Regions from separate parts of the Mus musculus genome. Here all the other regions are linked to region 1. The links are chromatin contacts, called in public HiChIP or PLAC-seq, capture Hi-C and promoter capture Hi-C maps. All regions are on one chromosome and are shown on one strand. The core of a region is the stretch at or near the end of the contact, and the rest is flanking DNA. Distances in the headings are between cores, read along the strand shown.

Region 1 (3,342 bases), core at 587-3,086:
ATATCGTAACACAAATGATGAGATTACATATTTGACACATATAAAGGTAGGAAGAAAAATTTAGTAAAGATATCAGGCTCAATGATAATAATTAGTATTCTAATATCTTCTAAACCTACTTTGTGTGTGTGTGTGTGTGTGTGTGTGTGTGTATGTGTGTATCTGAGGACTAGTTTGTTCCACAGTGCAACAGTCACATGTGCAGATCAGAGGACACCTTATAGGAGTTGATTTTCCTAGGTAGGTTTGAGGCATGGAATTGAGGTCAGCAGGCTTGGTGGCAAGTGCCTTTACTCTCTGAGACATCATGTTGAGCCAATGTCTTAGGGTTTTATTGCTGTGAAAATGCACGACAGAGGCAACTCTTACAAGGGAAAATGTTTAATTGGAGCAGGCTTACAGTTTCAGAGGTTCAGTCCATGATGATTCATATCGGGAAGCATGGCAGGTGTGCAAGCATATATAGTGTCGGAGGAGCCAAGAGTTCTAAATCTTGATCTGAAGGCAGTCAAGTAGGAGACTGGATGTGTTTCACACCGGGCGTAGGTTGAGCATTTGAAACCTCTAAACGCCTACTCCACAGTGACAGACTTTCTCCAGTAAGACTACATCTCCTCCATCAAGGCCATACCTCCTAATAATGCTACTCCATCCAGGACTATGGGAGATGTTTTTATCGAAAACATCACAAAATCCCAGTCATTTAAATGTTGCAAGTAGATTTTAGAGCGGGCAGTGGTGGCACATGCCTTTAATCCCAGCACTTGGGAGACAGAGGCAGGCAGATTTCTGAGTTCAAGGCCAGTCTGGTCTACAGAGTGAGTTCCAGGACAGTCAGGTCTATACAGAGAAACCGTCTCCAAAAAAAAAAAAAAAAAAAAAAAAGCCAAACAAACAAACAAAGAATTACTGCAAGAATTACTGTTCACACGGAAGTTGTTACTACTTAACAGTAATTACTGTTATGAATTATAATGTAAATATTTGTGTTTTCCAATGATCTTAAGTGACCCCTGTGAAAGCATCATTTGACTCCCGCAAAGGGATTGTAACTCACAGGTTACAACAGCTGCTAGGTAATAAGTTGTATTGCAATTGTGTTCTTCCTCTGGTGTGATCTGCAATCACACCTAGAGCACAGCTAAGCAGGTCTATGGCCAGAACTATAAGACCTCTTGCTACCAGCCCATGTAAATGAACCTCTTGAAAGAGGATCCCCTAGCTACAACCAAACCTACCTTGTAACTTTTAGAGAACTGGGGAGCCAGAACCACCCAGCTGGACTTTGCCAACTTCTAACTCACAGAAATTTCTAAATAATAAATGATGTCATTCTTTAGATAGCAATAAACAATACAGAGGTGAAAGGGAAAGGGCTATTTCAGACTTTTCTCCATCAAAGGACAGAGATCAGAAATGAATTTTAGTTAACAGAATATAGAGTCCAGACAGTCCCGAGTCTGATGTAGACAAATGTAACCATTCATCATCCTACACTGGAAAGCCAACTAGACAAATCTCCACATTTAGTTTTCCACTTTTACTTCAGTACAGTGCTGGGCTTTTATGAAACCGCAAACTTGACGTTGTTTTAATGTGATCGATTTCAGCTCAAAAAGTATGGGCTGAGTAGTTCGAACGTAGTTTTTAGTCTTCAACTCCCAGTTTCCTGAGTTTTTACACTGAGCCGGGTTCTGTGACTCCTTTCACTGTGCACTGGCTCAGGAAATACCGATGACACAAGTGTGAGACCTGCAGAGCCCTGAGTTCTGTGGGCTGCCTGGATCCCAGAGCAGAGTCCGCACCACCTAGGCGTGGCCTGGCCGCAGATGGGCGGGGTTTGCTGGTGGGCAAGCCTAGGCTGGGCGGGGCGGGGCGCGCGGGAGATTTGAACTTCCCGCCCAGTGTGGGTCAGCAGGAAAGTGAAGTTGCCTGGTTGTTTTCCAGTCAGGCCTTGCAACTAGCAGGGGTTCCGGGCGGGCTACAGAGATGGTGGAAGGGCCAGGGTGTACACTGAATGGAGAGAAGATCCGGGCACGAGTGCTACCGGGGCAGGCGGTGACTGGTGTGCGGGGCACAGCTCTGCAGAGCCTCCTGGGCCCTGCCATGTCCCCTGCCGCCTCCCTGGCTGATGTCGCTACCTCGGTAAGTCAGTCCTGTGTCCTGCTTGGAAGCTGCAGCGGGAAGTGGAGTAAAAACACCACCCAGGTTCTGGGATCCCCAATCTACTCTGGTTCCCAAGACCTAGAGCCTGTGTTTCCCGACATTTATTTAACCTGAGAAGTGAGTCTTAGCTCTAGCAGCTGTCTAACAGTGCCAGTGCTAGATCCACCGAAGGCGTTTTGTTCCAACCCTGTTAACAGGCAGTCAGCAAAAGATGCTTTCTGCTGTTTACCGTCTACATTCACTGACGTTATCATCGGATTTGTGCGAAGTCTGGTATGTTTTTCTTTCCACGTTGTAAGACTGAACTCGTAACATAGACTTTTAGCCCTTTTCCAGCCCCAAATTCTGCAGTTGATCAGTAGTATATAATTCTAACGTTGCACATGGAAAATTTAGCACGAACATCTCACTCAGCTGAATATTGCCATCTAATGAAGGGGCAGTAAAAGCTAGTTCTGGTTTCCTTAAGTGAATTTATTTCTTTTGAAAGCAAATCGTAGCACAGTTTGCCACTCAGGCATACATTGCTGATGGCTGGATAGTCATTTGGTAAGAACTTAGAACTATACTAAAAATATTCTGATTAAACGACCAGGCTTTTAAGGCCCTTTAGATGTGTGGTTAATTGTATTTCATGGATACATGCAATATTGTGCTGTTCTTCAATTTCTCCTGCAAAGCTCCCTCATAGCCTTTGGTCTAGGAAAGAAGTTGTCTGTTATGCAATTAGCATATGCTCCCAACTTGAAAGAAACAAGGAAGATGTATTTTCAAGCTGAGGGAGGAAAAAAAAAAAGGTTTGGATCTTTTAACAGTTATGCTTTTATTTATTTTGACTTGGTGTGTCAACAAGTGCTCTGTACTTTTTAAAAAATTATGTTTCTCGAAATTATTTCAGAGTACTATAGAGATCTATGCTAATGGTTTCTCTAAAGTATTAGTTTTGACGAAGATCACTCATTCAGCAAAATTTTGCATACTCTCAAAGTACAGGAGGGTGAAAATACATTTGTCTTTATGTTGTAGCTGGGAAAATACATGGCCATTCAGTAAAGGGTAACACAGTGAAGTACAAAGTGGTAAGTTCTCAGAAGTGTGTGGTTCTCTCTTAGGACATACAGAGAGGCCAGGGAAGTCTCCCTATGGTGGTAACAGAGCTGATGTGTAAAGGGGGCA
Region 2 (3,342 bases), core at 492-2,991, 890 kb before region 1:
CCCAAGACTTGGAGAAGAGGGAGTCTAAACCTAGTGAGCTGTGTGACCTTGCCCCCAAGTTATTTCATTGGTGAATAAAGATACTGACAGCCAATAGCTGGGCAGAAGAGACATAAGCAGGTTTTATGGTTCTCGGGCTCTGGGGGAGGGGGTGTTGTTGTTGTTGGGAGAAGCACAAGCAGAGAGAAGAGGAAAGGAGGAAGAGAAAGTTAACAAGGGTTAGGAGTCATGGCCCTGTGGGCTTGGAGTTACAAGCAGCCCACATGAAACATAGTAAGTAAAAACTCTGGGTTATTGATAGGAAAGTAGATTCTAATACCACAGAGGATGGATATCTGCCCAGCTTTTATGCTGCTTAGAGTTTAATATACATATAAAGGTTGTGTGTGTCTTTTTATCCAGGAACTGAATGATCAAAGGTGGGGTTAAGACCCCAATTGAGATTAAATATCTCCACAGCATCCAACAGGCCATTACTTTCCCAGGTACACTTCAGTCTTTTGTTTCACAGGTACTTCTTTACCTACTGGGAACAGATTATTGGGTGTGTCTTACATATACCTCTAAGTGTTCAGTATATTTCATAGCATGTATCCTGGCACTCATCATCTGTAACAAGAGGCATCCTTTCTCTAAGTTACTCTATAGTAATAATACTAGGTAGTGTGTGGGTTGATTTGTTCTGTCTCACCACATACATGGCTTCCTCATTTTGTCTCTAGCACTATGTAGCATCCCTCAGTATTTATACCTGTTTTATAATTTAAGCTGCTGCTTTGATTTTGATAACTTTACTCAGTTATAAACCTCAGTAGGGTTTATACAAAGTGATCAATATACTTTTGTGTCTCACTTGCAGCACAGTAACTATTTATTAAAACCTTCCTTCACTGAATACAGTGTGGCTACCCGAGAGATTGAATAACCAAGGTTTTAAACACATCTAAAGACCACTCTGACTATAACTGCTACATATTTCATTTATTGGCTCTATTCTATTTGAGCCAGGGTCTATTCTGTTACACTCTCCATTCGAGGCCTAGAATATGCACTAGGCAATTCTTAATGATCCTGCCTGTATGCTGTATGAAAATTAATTGCATGGTAATGACTGAGAGGAGTTTAATCAATATCAGTTTCTCATTAACACCGTTTCATGGTTTACAGCAGCTGTTGTACAACAACCTATTTTGGATAAGTGGAAATATTTGGGATTGTGGTATAAAACACGTAACTTAAGTAGAGGTTCGGTTCTCTGTTGAAAGCAAAGCAACAGGGATTTGACTAATTGTCTAGTGCGAAGGCTGCATACCAACACTGGTGTCCCTGACTGCTATTTAGGTGCCTGATTGATTTCATTTTTCCTCCTTTCCAAAAATGTCCAACTTTACCAGCTTTGATAGAGGTGAGCTGGGACCACGCGTTTTGAAAAGTGACTACCACAGAACAGTTAAGGGGCCGCTGTCCCTATAAACTTAACTGAAGGTCAACTCGCAAAATGCTACTTCCCTACCAAGCCACAGAGGCCATGGAACAACTGAGCAGTGGAGGAGGCGGGTCTCCCCCCACACCCCCGTGGCAAAGCCCAACCCCCGTGCTCTTTGATGATTGGCGGATTCACTGAAAGCACCGCCTTCCGGCGCGTGCACGGCCGCCCAGTGGGTGGGACCCAGAGGGTGTGGGAGCGTGCGCGCTCCCGTCGGAGGACCGGAAAGGGGGCGGGGCGGGACGTGCGCACCCGATGCGCGGGTGGGCGGGGACTGGTCGGCCGCGGGAAGCAGAGCCTGAAGTGCGAGTGTGGGAGCCGGGGCCCGGGAGGGAAAGGTCGCCACGATGAACACCGTCCTGTCGCGCGCGAACTCCCTGTTCGCCTTCTCGCTGAGCGTGATGGCGGCGCTCACCTTCGGCTGCTTCATCACCACCGCCTTCAAAGACAGGAGCGTCCCAGTGCGGCTGCACGTCTCGCGGATCATGCTGTGAGTGCGGCCGGCCGGCCGGCCCCGCCCGGGGCTGTGTGCGCGGTCCCCGAGGGCTTCGCCGCGGGCCGTCCACTCCGCGGACGCGCGTCCCGGGGCCCTCAGACCCCAGCCCTGCGCGGTCGTCTCCCGAGTGGCCTGGGTCAGCGCTCCCCTTCCTTCCTGTTCTGCACGTCCCTCACCCACCCGGGCCAATGAGGGAGCAACACAACAGCACACCCACACCCGCGCTTCCGCCCGGCGCCTCCCCGCCTGCAAGCGCGCGTGGGGACCTCAGCCAGTCCCCAGTCCCCCCTGGCCTGGGTGTCCATCCAGGCGCCTCGGTGGGTGGCTCTGGTGTCACGTCCAGCCCCAGTTGGTTCTCTTTGACAGTCCCTGAAGACGTCTGTCTGTCCCTCGTGGACACACTACTTGGCAGCTGCTGCCTTGAAGTTAGGATGTGCAGGATGCACAGGGGCGGTTTAAACATCCCAGTTTCTTGTTATTTTTAACGTCATTCTTTAGCCAGCAACCTGAATAAGTCTTAGGAGACATTAAAAATAGAATTTCGAAATGACTGTTCTTTTCCCGTACTGCCTGTTTTATTTATAGCATTTCCCTCCATTTTTCTGGCACTTTTATCTTTCACGCAGTGGTTTTAATTCCTGTATGCTCTGTGTGAACTGTCCTCTACAATCTGCCCGTTCTTTTAGCCTTGGTTTACTAATTTGTTTGTCAGAATCACCAGTAAGTGTCTCCTCTTACTACTGCTGCTGCTTTTGATTTTTCATTTTTATCCCCAACACTTTTTGTTAGGTACTATTGGTGATTTAAATAGACGTAGCTTAGATACCGGCCCTGCCATCACCTTCTGTGGTGACCTAGATAAACTTGAAACATATTAAACATTGTGATCTTAAACAGGTTTCTTGCAGTCGCAGGTGTTAACATTTGTTGTAAGTGAAGAAAGTCACTGGAAGGATTGTTGTATGGATTTCAGATAATTGTGGAAAGTGCATGTTGGCTCTGACATATGGCATGTGCTTATAATCAGGTGCTGCGTTCCAGATTATCTTGTGGCCTGCTCCGCATAAAGTATTTGTGTTTCCGTTTTTCTTTTTAGTTTTATTTTTTTCTCTTCCCTTGTGTTCTCTCAGGGCTCCTCGTTAGGCAGATGAAAACCACTGACTGCCTTCTCTTGTATTGAATTATAATATTTATTTTCAGACAAAAGCTTACTCTTAAGTTTACGATTTCGCTGTTAAACTTGGGTGTGACTTCTGCACACAAGGAGCCCTTCCTGTTTCAAGTTGTGTACGTTTAGTGTGATACTGTGAGGGATGGTAAAACTTTTATCTTTACTTCTAGAAAAAATGTAGAAGACTTC
Region 3 (3,342 bases), core at 351-2,850, 850 kb before region 1:
CACTATTTTCCACCACTTTATCCGCAGCATTATAAATTTTATAATTAAACACACAAAACCTCTTCTAGGCTGGTAGAAATATTATTTATAAGATTTTATAGATGGATCAGCCATTGTAAGGGGAGTTAACTGGCTTTGTTCAGTCAGTGTGTCAGAAAGACTCGTGTCACATAAAATATGCAGCATCCTCTGAGGACAGGAATTGTATAACCCAGAGGACGAAGTAATACTCCCACTTCTCTGCCTTTGGTATACTAAAATTTGTTTCTGAATATTGCATTAATGAATTTATAAATTACATTATGTTTTTAGAATTTAATTAACTACTTGATGCCTTCAGAATTGGTTGTGACATTTTGTAAATATAAATAGTCCCCAAATTTCAGTAGCTTTCTAGAATGTACTTTCTAATCACAATACATGTCGGAGAAATTAGCCAGGTCCTGATCTTTGTAATTGATCCTCTGTCTTTGGCAACCTCAGTGTAAGCATCCAGGGATCTGAGTTCGGAGGAGGAGGAACAGGATGAAAGATGAAGAGGAGAAGGCAGAGGAGGAAGAGGAGGAGGAGGTGGAAGAGGAAGAGGATGAGGAGGGTAAAAGGGAAAGAGGGGAGGGGAATAGGAGGAATGGTAAGAGTAGGATATGGTGACTGAGGCAGCAGAGTCTTTCAAGTCATCTTTGAGTGGATGGGTTATATTTAATAACAGAATATATTTCTGGAGTCTCTTTGTTTCTTTCTTTGCTTGTTTCTTTCTATCTTTCTGTTCCCCTCCCTCCCTTCCTTCCTTCCTTCCTTCCTTCCTTCCTTCCTTCCTCCCTCCCTCCCTCCCTCCCTCCCTCCCTCCCTTCCTTCCTTCCTTCCTTCCTTCCTTCCTTCCTTCCTTCCTTCCTTGACTTCAGTTGTTTACCAGGGATAACATCTGTTTCTGGAAGGGGTTTTCCTCCTAGTGTCATGTCATCAAAAAGTAACTTGGTCCATCACCCAGAATTAGTTTTGTTGATTGTTTTAGTATCCCTTGTGCAATTAAACATGTGTGTAGTAGAATAGGGAGATGGGATTTGTATAAAAGTGAGCAGTGCTCCAACCAGCTTGCCGGCCAGTTTAGGAAATAACAGGAAAGAAACAGAAGGAAACGGCTGGAGAGATGGCTCAGCAGTTAGAAGCATTTGTTCTCGTAGAGGAACCAGCAACCACCCACATAATGGCTCACAACTGTCTGTAACTCCACCTCCAGGGAATATGACACCCTCTTTTGACCTCTGTGGGTGTGAGGCATGCATACAGTGCACCTACATACACAAAACAAAACAGCCACTCTCATTTATATAAAACAAAGAAATCTGAAATGAGGAGAGAAGAAGAGAAAGATTAAAGAAAGCACAGGAAGGAGACAGCTGGTGTCTGGAGGCTGAAGGTTCAGAAGGCTGTAGGATTTTGTTGAAGAGCACTGAAGATAAGGACAGCGGCAGAGTAGAAACCCAGAGCTATAGATCGAATAGTAACTCAAGATTGGGTGGATGGGTATTATATGGATAACACCTAAGCCCTTAAAAGGCCTCCACAGATGAAGCCGTGTATCCTGTTTTGGATGAGTGAGCTGAAACCCACGCTCTCCCCAGAGAGTGAGTTAGTGAACGCAAATGAACACCACTTCAGCTCAGTATCTCAAGGTTTTATTGTTTTAGTTTCTTTTTCAATGAAACGTAACATTTCGTCCAGTCCACTTCATCCCCGTTAAAGAACATTTGTTAAGGTCTTATGCAATTTTGGATATCAAGAGGGTTAGATACTTTATATTTTTATAATCCGAGTGTTTGGTATCTGACATAAGTAAGTTACAGATACATTTAACAAAAATCATTATTGTGGAAAGTTAACGCATATTTCAAGGGTGTTTCCACATTCCGCGTGATCACTGTATTAGTTATTTGGAAGACATGGGGAAGAGCAGCAATCTCGAATAAGAGGCGACAGCATTTCTGGTCGATGTCCACTAGGTGGTGCTGTTGAGCTCAAGATTCAGTCTGATGCATATTTTAACTCAGGAATGTGACTACAGAAAACATTTTAGTGTGCTATTGTCTCCTCATAGATTACACCTAAATCTATGCCTAGGATACATTTTTTTTTCAATTTAGAGACATTTATAATGTTTGAAATTTAAAAACTGTTAGCATTTTAAGGATGTGGTATGGTAGTAATTTGTTGCTGTTGAAGTACATATAAAGGAACTTTTCCCATTCTTCCCAGGTGTTTTGTTTTGTTTTGTTTTTACATTTAAAATGAGCTTTAAATTCAGAATGTGGCTAGTTCACCTTTTGGACAGAAGATAGATTTCATTTTCAGGCTGTAAAAGTGTAGACAAGATAACACAAAGCTAAAATATCTCCTATGATTTTTTTTTAAAGGAAGATAACATATTGAATGGATGTATGTCTAAAAAAGACTGACGTTGAGATCAGATTTCCCAGTCCATCGCCTTGTGGCATTCTGAAGAATACCCAAAATGCTAAAGAGTAAATAATGTTTCTTTCAACCAATGGATGGAGAGTGTGCGGTGTAACTGTGTTACAGCTCTGTGAATATGTTGTGGCAGACTGATGACAAACCCATGTGAGACTCGTTTTCCTTTGCTATATTGGTGAAGAAACTGAGCAAAAGTGGAGTCTCTGGTGGCTACTTTCTTGGTGTCTGTGGGTCTCTAACCCAGCTCCTGCTTAAAAAAGAGAAGACAAGAGCAGGACCAGATTATGAGGAAAAAGGAGAAGAAGAAGGAGGAGGGAGAAGAGGGAGAAAAGGAAAGGAGGAGAGGAAGAAGAGAAGGAATAGGAGGAGGGAGAGGAGGAAAGGAGGAGGGGAAGAAGAGAAGGAGGGAGAGAGAGGAAGGAAGGACTAGAGGGGGAGGGGGAGGGTGGAGAGGAGAGAGGAGGAGAGGAGGAAGAGGGGGAGAGGTGGAAAGGAAGAAAAGGAGGGAGAGGGGGAGAGGGGGAGGAGGAGGAAGAGGAGGAGGAAGAGGAGGAGGATTTTCAGTAAGTGCTCATGGACAACTCCTACATCTTTACTAGAATTTGCACAAGTAGAAAGTATTAATGAAGTACAAGTGACAGGCGAAGAATACTGTGTCCCTTGGAGTAGCTTGTGTGGCAGGAAGCACAGACCATAGAGCCATGCAACACTGCACAGTGAACTGGAACTCTCTTGCTTACACTCTGTGAGAGTGGCCAGGTTTCTATGGTTATCTGACCAGATATGGTTATGGCTTCCCATCAAGAAGACGGAGTTAATCCAGAGCGGGCACATGCTTGTAGTCACAGTGACTTGGGTGTGACAAGAGAAAAT
Region 4 (3,342 bases), core at 403-2,902, 520 kb before region 1:
CTGATTTTATATTCTGTGAAAGTGTGCTAAATAAAGCAAAACAGGAAATATTTCTGACCTTACGTTCCCTGTTGTTATCTACTGGCATTCTTCAGTAAGAATATGTAATGGTCAATTCTCACCAACAAGAATGGACTGCGAATAGAGTGCACTTTGAAACAATAGTGTTTACCCAACATAGCAACTCCTACACATCAACAGTTCAATCTCCGTACACCTTACAGGCTGGTCAAGAGAGAGTGCAGAGCTTCCTCGCTGGGAATACCCTGGAGTACAATTTATTCCCAAATTCAACAGGAATATTGTGGGATACAAATATGTTCCTAAAATGAGACTTTTAAAGCATCTTCATATCTGAAATAGAATTCTCTTTTCTCTTTTCTTCTAATTATCCTAACTTTGAGCACATTCAACATTAAAAAAGAAAAAAAGAAAAAGTTGTGACTGGAAGGTATAAAAGCAATAATTCCTAAAAATGAGAAGAGGTGAAAGTTCAAAGTTCATGTCTGCAGTTAAACTTAGTGTCCTGGCCACACACCCACAGCTGTTCAAAGCCTTTAGAACTCAAGAGTAGATTTAAAATGAAAAGCAGATAGAAGAGTCTTGACACTCAGCTCTGAACACATTTTAACATACTGTGATGCATGAAACTCACACCACATTACAAATAGGTTAAAACCTCAAGTCAGGAGCTCTCAGAGTCCTTGATAAAATTCTTAACACCATCAATATCTTTATTTGACCAAAAGCAATGCTTTTTTTCACAGATTTATTGGTTAAAATAATATTTTCCTGAAGAAAATATTATTATTGCATAACTTTCTGCTAACTTTCCTGGTCAAGAGCTCTTTCTCCACATCAAGATGAAACCTGTTTTCTAGCAACTGTACTTGCCAAATATTAATTTGTTAAGGACACAACACAAATCACATTCCATTTAAAAATACATGAATACATACGAGTGGAATAAATTAATCTTCCATGCCCCTGCAGCATTCTGGAAGAAATATTTCTAACTACAGTGCAAATAATACCGCCTACTTGTACTATAAAGATCCATATTATACTGAGGTTCAAATGTATTCTGTTGTAAAAAAAAATATGATACATTGTATTCAAATATAAAGAAATAATGTTGGCAATACATATGTTTATATAATTTCTATAAACTTAAAGAAACAAATTGCTGTATCTTTTTGAGTAGGAAATACAGAATTTTAAATAATGCTTAAAATTAGTTCATGAAGCTAGACTGGTTTCTCTTGCCTAGTGCCTAATGACTATTTAAAAAAAAAACTGCTCAACTTCTTGAGAGCAAACTTCAGGCGTCACAGTTATACCTTTGGTCCTAGTAACCATGCATTCATTATTATGATCTTTATGATGCCATTTTGGGGGAAATGGGAACATTCATGGCACTTCAGACTCCACATGCACATTTTCATAGCAGATACCTTTCTTCTGGCTCTACTTTCATCAACAAATAACTTATTTTCTGCAAGATTCACTTTAGCTTTTGCTGTGATCTCTTAACTGTACAGCTTCACATAGGAAAGTACACTCAGGGCATGTTCACGTGAGTCTACGATGGCATTCCGTCAATATGCTTCTAGCCGTTCCAGGGGGAGCCTGCTGAAGCAGTTGCTATTGGTTACGTCAGTTTGGAATGCACAGACCATGTGGTTTCACTTTGCAACTAGAAACTGGCTTCCTTGTGCATTCTGATAACCTGCCCTTCACAAAGACCCATAAAAAAAAACCCACATTTCTATGAAGTTTCCATTTTAAAAATCAACAATTGGAGCATAACACTAGAGATGCTGGTGTTGTTAAGGTTTATATACTCAGACTGGTGAGGTTGGCTGCTAAAATACGTGTCTGAAACTTTAACAAAACAAAAGCTTGGGTCCCCCCCCACACACACACACACTTTTACCTTAAAGACATTTAACAGTAAGAAATTTATTGGAAAGACATCTTCACACATTCCCATGTGTACATTGAAAAAGTATCTTTTTTTATAAATATAGGAGAAAGTTATTCAGTGGAAGATTTAACAAACTGTATTAGTAAAAGGAGAAATAGAACTGAACACTTCCTTCCTGCCCTGGGGTGTTTCATGCTTTAGCTACAAAAACTCCATGAAAGCACTTTTGTAAACCTGTAGGGTTCTCATTTGGAACACATCCACTACTTTTAATAACTCTATGAGTATTAATTTTATTTTAAAATTTTAGTTTTAATTATGTGTATGTATGCAAGGGAGGGGGATTTTGTGTGTACACTGAGTGCAGGGGCCTGTGGAGACTAGAGCAGTTCTTTCCCCTGAAGCTGGAGTTACAGACGTTTGTGACCCATCAGAAATCAGTGCTGGGAATTGAATTCTGGTCCTGTAAAAAATTGGTACTCTTAACCTCTGAACCCAAATACTAATTCCCTTGGCCACATACTAAATTCTATTGGAGAGAATCTATATGTCATTACTTACTTTAAAACAACACTAAGTTCCACTCATTTAACTAAAGTTAAGTTAAGTTTATTAGTCCAAACAAACAAACAAACACAAGAACATCCTTTTGGAGGGAGGAGGACATGGTTTTACAAAATGAAAGGAAGTAGTGACTGAAACGAATAACGAATGGTGGTTTTACCTTGGCATTTGATTTTCTCTTCTAATAAATACAGTTAGTATTCATAAGAATTATAAGCTTCATTTGATAGTACAACTATTAAAGTTATTCTTTCTCCCAAATTAGAAGTGGAAGACACGGCCACTTCACTAGATTTCTGTGTCCAACTTCATTCTAGCATCTGCATCTTTTAGTGCTTTCACCATCACAAAACCTTCATACTCAAACTCAACCTCTGACCTTGAAGTCATTTCCCTTCATTGAACCACTCTCTCTACTTGGTGCCAAGTGTTGAGCACAGGCCAAGTATAGCACTAAGTATTCTCTAGGTTAATAAACAAACAATGTTTACATTCACAGAATTTAGAGCCCAGAGAATAAAAATCAATAGATAAAAATGAAAACAATGTCATGGGAATGTGGAAATGGCTTCTATGAGTAACCAAGCCTGCGGTTGAGCAGAACGTCACTAGGTAAATGGAAACTGCATTCACCACTGCAGGTGAACAGCTACTTAAGCCAAGAGTTATGGAATCTGAGTAGCAGTGAGAAGCAGCTTTTACAGGTGAAAACAATGACAAATGGGAGCTGAGAGGAAGAGACTGTAGAAAGCCCAGGGAAGTTGTGTCTTAAGGAATGGAACAATATTCAACTTAGTGTCTCTGTACAAATCAGACCTCATGATTTTTTTTTCAATATCCCATTCAGCAAA

The links. Promoter capture Hi-C pulls out the DNA fragments that hold promoters and counts their contacts. HiChIP or PLAC-seq counts read pairs in DNA pulled down with a chosen protein or histone mark. Capture Hi-C pulls out chosen DNA fragments and counts their contacts.
Region 2: a contact with region 1 is called in a capture Hi-C map of macrophages, with 4 times the contacts expected there. The contact joins the promoter of Spcs3 here to the promoter of Neil3 in region 1. A contact is called at or near these places in 15 of 39 promoter capture datasets (the 3T3-L1 cell line, 3T3-L1-derived adipocytes, the C10 cell line and 11 more), 5 of 484 Hi-C or Micro-C datasets (B cells, LSK cells, embryonic stem cells and 2 more), 8 of 115 datasets of contacts at active chromatin or transcription factors (bone marrow-derived dendritic cells, bone marrow-derived macrophages, embryonic fibroblasts and 4 more) and 3 of 9 other capture datasets (adipose tissue, liver and macrophages).
Region 3: an H3K4me3 HiChIP or PLAC-seq map of pro-B cells shows a contact between it and region 1, with 7 times the contacts expected there. The contact joins the enhancer-like site here to the promoter of Neil3 in region 1. A contact is called at or near these places in 16 of 39 promoter capture datasets (the 3T3-L1 cell line, 3T3-L1-derived adipocytes, the C10 cell line and 10 more), 2 of 15 datasets of contacts at CTCF or cohesin (the NIH/3T3 cell line and pro-B cells), 2 of 484 Hi-C or Micro-C datasets (bone marrow-derived macrophages and short-term hematopoietic stem cells), 15 of 115 datasets of contacts at active chromatin or transcription factors (the 230-238 cell line, CD8 T cells, the NIH/3T3 cell line and 10 more) and 3 of 9 other capture datasets (adipose tissue, liver and pancreatic islet).
Region 4: a promoter capture Hi-C map of pre-B cells shows a contact between it and region 1, with 5 times the contacts expected there. The contact joins the enhancer-like site here to the promoter of Neil3 in region 1. A contact is called at or near these places in 9 of 39 promoter capture datasets (the 3T3-L1 cell line, 3T3-L1-derived adipocytes, the C10 cell line and 4 more), 1 of 15 datasets of contacts at CTCF or cohesin (large pre-B cells), 7 of 115 datasets of contacts at active chromatin or transcription factors (the 230-238 cell line, bone marrow-derived macrophages, embryonic stem cells and 3 more) and 2 of 9 other capture datasets (adipose tissue and liver).

The regions. Positions count from the first base shown.
Region 1 is chr8:53,637,559-53,640,900 of GRCm38.p6, reverse strand. Neil3 (nei like 3 (E. coli)) reads left to right here and starts at 1,836. Exons shown (of 10, transcript NM_146208.2): 1 at 1,836-2,145. The coding sequence starts at 1,990.
Region 2 is chr8:54,528,397-54,531,738 of GRCm38.p6, reverse strand. It overlaps Spcs3 (signal peptidase complex subunit 3 homolog (S. cerevisiae)), which reads left to right and starts at 1,741. Exons shown (of 5, transcript NM_029701.1): 1 at 1,741-1,976; 2 at 3,324-3,342. The coding sequence starts at 1,834.
Region 3 is chr8:54,491,984-54,495,325 of GRCm38.p6, reverse strand. No RefSeq gene overlaps it. Among named protein-coding and RNA genes, the nearest start is that of Spcs3, 36 kb to the left of the region's middle. Within about 2 kb of position 1,600, at least 5 of the 459 cell types and tissues checked have an H3K27ac peak or open chromatin away from gene starts, as enhancers often do. A contact at or near this core is called in pro-B cells, where this site is marked.
Region 4 is chr8:54,162,016-54,165,357 of GRCm38.p6, reverse strand. The region is part of intron 3 of Vegfc (vascular endothelial growth factor C); the gene reads right to left. Among named protein-coding and RNA genes, the nearest start is that of Gm33153, 80 kb to the right of the region's middle. Within about 2 kb of position 1,652, at least 45 of the 459 cell types and tissues checked have an H3K27ac peak or open chromatin away from gene starts, as enhancers often do. A contact at or near this core is called in second pharyngeal arch cranial neural crest and stem cell-derived neural progenitor cells, where this site is marked.